Linked DNA regions of Sus scrofa: region 1 is linked to region 2. The links are chromatin contacts, called in public Hi-C maps. All regions are on one chromosome and are shown on one strand. Each heading gives the region's core, a stretch centred on a gene start, on an enhancer-like site or on the middle of the called end of the contact. The rest is flanking DNA. Distances are from core to core; before and after follow the strand shown.

Region 1 (3,025 bases), core at 49-2,548, 160 kb before region 2:
TATAGATCAGGAATCATGTCCTTGCTGAAGAGTTGAGCAGACCTGTATAACACAGAAAGAGGTATAAGGCTGATCATCTATTTGATAATTTTTTATTGATAGTTTGGATCATTCATCCAAAACCGATAGCCTTCCGCTGACTATTTTCTATCCAAAAGCTTGAGAAAGACATTCCTGTGGTGGAAGATGGCATTCTGGGCTTCTTCATCAAAAGGACCTCAGATTTATTCCCGTGACAAAGGCCACCTTCGCCCAAGCGAGGCTGTCTGGAGATGGCCTAAGTGTGACATTCTCCGAAGAGACATCTCTGCGGAAGCCTGTCCTTCTGCCGGGCTGATGGGGCTGCCAGCCTACGAGCTTGACCTCTGTGGCAAATGAGCCTCCTGGTCATTCCATGTGAACGTGTGAACTTGTCCTGTGATCTTGCTTGCCTGAGCGCCTCACAGCTGACTCATAAGAAATTTTCGAGGTTGTTTGCTCTGTCCCAGAGAATCATTCGCCATGCTGGCCAGCATGCAGGGGCCAATGCTTTGATCTGCTTTGCAGGACTTACTGTCATTTGCAGAGTGCTAAAATTAAGCTTGGCAGCAGCCCACGGAGGCAGAAGGCTCTGTCCTGCTGACCAAGGGGCAGCCTGGAGTCACACAGACAGGCGGAGACAGGTGAAGCAGACGCTGGGAAAAGATGCCATCGCAGAACAGATAGGAAGGGTAGGTGGGGTGAACTTGCAAAGGGTTCAGAGGGGCTGGGGCTGAGCTGAGTGGGCAATATTAGGAAAAGGCTCGGAGGGGAGGGAGCTGTTTTCCCAGGAGACCGAGATCTGAAGAGACTGCTGAAGAGAGACTGTATTTGTCACAGCGAGAATAATCAGTATGTTGGCATTTGGACTCCAGTGACAGGGATGAAAATGAGATTCTGTGAAAGATGTATCAGAGTCAACAGGCAGGGGCTGGGCTCTGGCAGGAAGGATGAAACAACCAAATGGAGACACTTGGCGGTGGAAAGTGAGGTTGCCATAACTGTCTCGAACCCAGTGTGCACGGGGGTGGAGGCGCAGGGTGCTCATCGGAAAGTGGGGTGAGCTCTGAGCAGCCCGTGAGGCCTCCTGGTGAGAAGGCTGGTAGAGGAGGGGGGACCGTTGGATGACAGTGACTTTGGGATTGGTAGGGCCATTGCCCCTCTACCTCCCCCTGCCCTGCCACATGGGGCTCGCTCTTGCTCTCATGCTTGAGACGGTCTCAGACGGCCTCTTTATTCTGCACAGCTATTGCCTGTGACCCCGATGAACCACGGGTGAGAAGGCTGGGACTTGGAGACATACTTCAGCAGAGCCCTATTAACTAAAAATAGAGTGTGAGCCGCGGTTTACCTGAGGCCAGCCTGCATGTGACTTCTGGATCCCTATTTATCAACAGGCTGTGACTGCGCGTCTGGAACAAGCCAGATCTGTTCTTATTTACCTGTCAGCCGGGAGAATGCCCATCTCACAGAGGGCCATTGCTAGGTGCTGAACCATGGTAACACCAATAATTATCACATCCTTAAGGCAGGTATGCAGACGAACTCCCAAAGCATTATCTCATTGCCCACGCAAGGCTCTAACGGGTCGGAAGTGGGCAGGAACACGTGCCTTTATCCTTGGGAGGGGTGAAGACACAGGTTTAATGAATCGCCCAGGATCCAGCAAGAATGACAGCTGGCCCCTGTCTCACCCATCACAAAACTGGATTTTCTCAGCCCTGATCTTATTTTCTCTATGAATAATGTGCATTGAAACTTGTATCCTGAGACCCTCTGCTCAATCTAATCTCCGGGACCTTCTAACAGGCACTAAGTGGGAACTGAGCCTCTTTGGGGGCAGAAAGATCCCTTCATAGAAGAAAATAAATCCTTAATGGGAAACACAGCCTGAGGCTGCTGCGGGTCTGGGGAAGACAAGGTCTCTGGGGGGATGCTCGAATTAGTACACACACACACACACACACACACACACACACACACACACAGGCGCTTGCCTTTCTCCAAAACTATTTAGAAGTTTATACAGATCTGTGAGAGCCGGCGGTCACATGGAGAGCCCCGGGTTCTGATTCATGAGCTACCCTTACAATCATCTGAGAGTCAATTAAAAAAACCTTGCCATAGGATAGAGCCCACCAGTGAAACAAGGAGAGAACAATGGACAGCCTGTCCCCAGACCGACCTGTGACTGTGGAATTGGAGAGAGAAAAGATGGCCGAGTGTCAGTACTTTAAAGAACAAACGATGCTTTTTAGGCCACAGGGCCTGGGGCAGAGCTAACGGTTTATGGAAAGGCCCGTCTGCCCGTGACGGGGGTTGTCAAGGTTGGGTGCAGTTTAGCCGTGACACGGACTGGATGCCGTGGCCATTTTGGAGCATCAACTCTGCACGTATTCAGGCAAGATCATTATCCCCAAACCTCTTTAGGCCAGAGTCCTGCCCGATTCCGAAGGAAGGCAGTCATTTTATTATTTTAAATGAGTTGAGGCCTCTCTCTTCAAACAGCTTCCTTTCACCTGTCCCAGCTCCTGCCCCAGCCACGATTCTGTGCGAACGAGGGGTAGAAAGTGATCACAGCTTGACTCAGCTCAGAAAGCCTGTCATGATGTGCAGAGGCAACACCACTTCTTTAAGGTGACAAAGGATCATTTTTCTAGGAAAGTAGATCCTCAGTAAGAACTCCTCTTCTGGTGCAGCTTGTATTTCTAGTACCCGTTTTCTCTCTGGGGAGAAGATCTCTTATTGATTATCATAAAAACAGCCGGGACTTACCATAGATTTTGCATACATTAAATTTAATTTACAGAGATACATCTTAAAACTCTTTATTAGTTTTTGCCTTTGGGGGGGCAGTTCCCTCCCCCTTTTTTTCTTTTTAGGGCCACACCTGCAGTGTATGGAAATGCCCAGGCTAGGGGTGGAATCGGAGCTGCAGCTGCAGGCCTACGCCACAGCCACAGCGACGCCAGATCTGAACCACATCTGTGACCCATGCTGCAGCTTG
Region 2 (3,044 bases), core at 376-2,875:
AAAGAAGAAAAGAATCCTACAATAAGACTATACAGCATGGTCTGTGACCTCAGACAGACCTCAGTGGCCATCCTGGCTCTGCCGTGTTTCAAGCAGTGTGACCCTAAGCAGATGACTTAGCCACCTCTGAGCTACAGTTTCCTCATCTGTAAAACACAGATAATGGCAACATAATAGATAATTCACATAATAGATAATTCACTCTTGTGTTCAGTGAATGGTAGCTATAAGCATAAAATTAATACAATATTGTGATTAGATTCATTGAATACGAAGTTTCTTTCTAGACAATCTGTTTATCAGGACAGGAGGTAGAGGAAATAAAGAGAAAAGTTTAGAGGCTATGCCCCTGCTTTTATTTTTTTTCCTCCATTTTTCTCAAATGCCTAGAAGCATCCCTATAGGATTTCCAGATCCGGATGACTCAGCCAGTCTCCTTTCCGCCCCCCAGCAAAGGAGATTCCTAGGGAAGAGGTAGATAGGACATTTTAAGTATAATCCCTCAGTTTCATTTCCCAAATGAGTTCTGTCAGCATCCAGAATCCCCTTCTCTAATAATGACCTTCCCCAGTGAAAATTAAAGACTCATTTATCTAGAGATGGCCAAATGTAAAATTGTGCTTGTAAAATAACACCAGCTAAATCATCATCCTTCAACTTTGTGGCAAATAGGAAGCTTTTAACCTCAGAACACTTAAGAATTTGGGTTTTAAGAAGCCATAACCCACAGGTAGTACATGGATCTTTTGCAAAGAAACTTCCTGCCACGCTCTTTTGCTGTGGTTTTCTTCCTACCCTCCTAAACCTCATGAAAGTAAAAATAGCAATCAATCACCCAAAGTGGTACTTGGTCTAAAATAACTGAAAGGCGATAGAAGATGAGTGCTAGGAATGCTTAGCAGCAGACACTGGCTCTCCAGCCAAGAGATTACTCATTAATATTGGGCACAGGTTGATAGGGCGTCGTCGTTCCCAGAGCCTCTGCACTGTGTCCTGAGAGTCTGGTGTCCACTTATGTTCTTCAACAGCCACATCAACTTGAATAGACCAGCTGTCCACGTGAACCCAGGAGTTCCAGGGAGCAGAGACGGCCTGGTTTTGTGCTCCTGGGCCCAAAGATGTCCAAAACATTTTTATGATCATTTTAATCTTTTTTCCTTATACAAGAATTTTATTAAAAATTCACATGTACCCTCCCAATCCCTCTATAAAATAGTCTTTCAAGCTTGTTGGTTGAAGGATGATGCTTTTGTAGTACAAAAATAGGATGAAGCCAGGGTGAGGGTTTCCTTTGAATCCCTTTGATTCTGGCAAATATAGTAAATCCGGATGCCACGGATGTGTCATGGTGTGGCCTGTAACCCAGGAGTGCATTCAGTTCTCCTTCCACTCCTCTCTAGGCTGCTTTGATTAATTCATTAAACTTACTGATTCATTCTAAAAATATTTTTTGCCAGGTACAAGGTGTCTGAAATTGAAAGATAAGAGGTCACAGTCCTGGCCTTCCAGAAGCTTATAGTTTCCTGGGGGAGGTAAAAGAGAACTCAGTGATGACACTACAGCTGTGGGGTGACCCAAGGAGCCATGGGAGCCTCAAGAAGAGGAACCAGCTTGGAGGAAGACACAGGCTCCTGAAGGAGGTGACGCAGATGTCAAAAAGAACAGTGATTCAGAACGGAGGGGCTGGTATTGACCAAGGAGGAGAAATCCAGATTGGAGATTTAATCTAAAACTCAAGTGGTTATTTGCAAAATCCATTTACTCTCAGCAGTTTAGTCAGAGATGGAAGAGACAATTTTTGTGCCCTCTGATTCACTCCTGAGTCTGAGTGGCTGTGCTCAGGAAGAAGAGATTGCAAAGCTGTTGACCTTCTGGACTGATGCTGGTAGTGGGTTTCTACCCTATGTCATTGACCTTGGACACACCTGAGAAGTAGGTTCTCCCTGTGGGTGGCAGTGAGCAGGACAGGTGGGCTGGAGTGAGGCCAAATTGGAGGGGGGGGGTGGGGTGGATAAAGCTGGATCATTCACAGCCTCTCCAGAGGAGATCCAAAAAGGGCATCCCCCAGGGACCGTGGGTGTGGGTCAATGGAGCCCTAGTCCCAGCCCTTCCTTCATCAGCCCTGACCTTGCTTCTCCTCGGTTCACCCAGCCGCTTAGGAAGCCAACACTCTGAGGCAGAGACATATTCAGGCCACTGACAGGGGGCCCCAGTCCCCCTCCTGAAAGAACCAGGCACAAGGACCTGCCTTATCATCACTGCTAACAATTACACCACCAAGAAGCACAAAGCCTGGCTTTTTGTCGTGTGATGCGCTCAACCCACAGTTATGTGCAGAATCTCACATTACCCACCTCACTGGGTTGTTGCAAGGATTAAGTGAAAGCGCCTTCTCCATAAACTGCACAGCACCATATAAACACAGATTATTCGTGTTATTTTATTATCATCAATCCGCACAGAAAATCCCAAGAGGCCGGGAGGCAGGCATTATTAACTCGCATTTTCAAGTTGAAGGAACACAGAGGACAGGGAAGAAACTGCAGTCTACGGACTCAGAAAAGCTCTGGATGGTTATTGTTCTGAAAGAAAGGAAATAAAACAGTAGATTTTACAAACTCTCTTCTCATCCAACAATTTCAAGTTTAAATAATACGGTTTGATTTCATTTTACTTATTTCTAAGTCTCTATGGGTTTCTCAGGGAGAATAGTCTGACAGAAGTGTTTTTCCTTCACTCTTCATTTTATAAACAGTAAATTTGGTTGGTTTATCACCGAGAACAAAGAACTAAATCCTAACTGCAGGGTGTTTATTTTTCCAGTGAGGATCATCTTCAAGAAAAAATAGGGTAAGTGTTCAGGAGGGGCCAGGTGGGCAGGTGTGGCGACTTCTGAGAGCAAAAGGTTGGCTCACCTTTCCCTGGGGGGCAGGGCAGTGTCTGAACCCCAGGGCAGCTTTGTTCCTGCCTGTGCTCAAGTGGCTCTGCTCGAACCCGCCATCGATCCCGTCTGTGAAGTGTCTTTGTCATTTGCAGCTCTAAGT

What was found. Hi-C and Micro-C count contacts between places; a contact is called where the count stands out from the background.
Region 1: a contact with region 2 is called in a Hi-C map of heart right ventricle, with 5 times the contacts expected there. The contact joins two enhancer-like sites. A contact is called at or near these places in 2 of 47 Hi-C or Micro-C datasets (fetal heart ventricle and heart right ventricle) and 1 of 2 datasets of contacts at active chromatin or transcription factors (alveolar macrophages).

The regions. Positions count from the first base shown.
Region 1 is chr10:56,768,469-56,771,493 of Sscrofa11.1, reverse strand. LOC110255705 (a long non-coding RNA gene) reads right to left here. Exons shown (of 2, transcript XR_002336405.1): 2 at 77-2,744. Among named protein-coding and RNA genes, the nearest start is that of NRP1, 340 kb to the right of the region's middle. Within about 2 kb of position 1,298, at least 8 of the 83 cell types and tissues checked have an H3K27ac peak or open chromatin away from gene starts, as enhancers often do.
Region 2 is chr10:56,605,647-56,608,690 of Sscrofa11.1, reverse strand. No RefSeq gene overlaps it. Among named protein-coding and RNA genes, the nearest start is that of NRP1, 180 kb to the right of the region's middle. Within about 2 kb of position 1,625, at least 3 of the 83 cell types and tissues checked have an H3K27ac peak or open chromatin away from gene starts, as enhancers often do.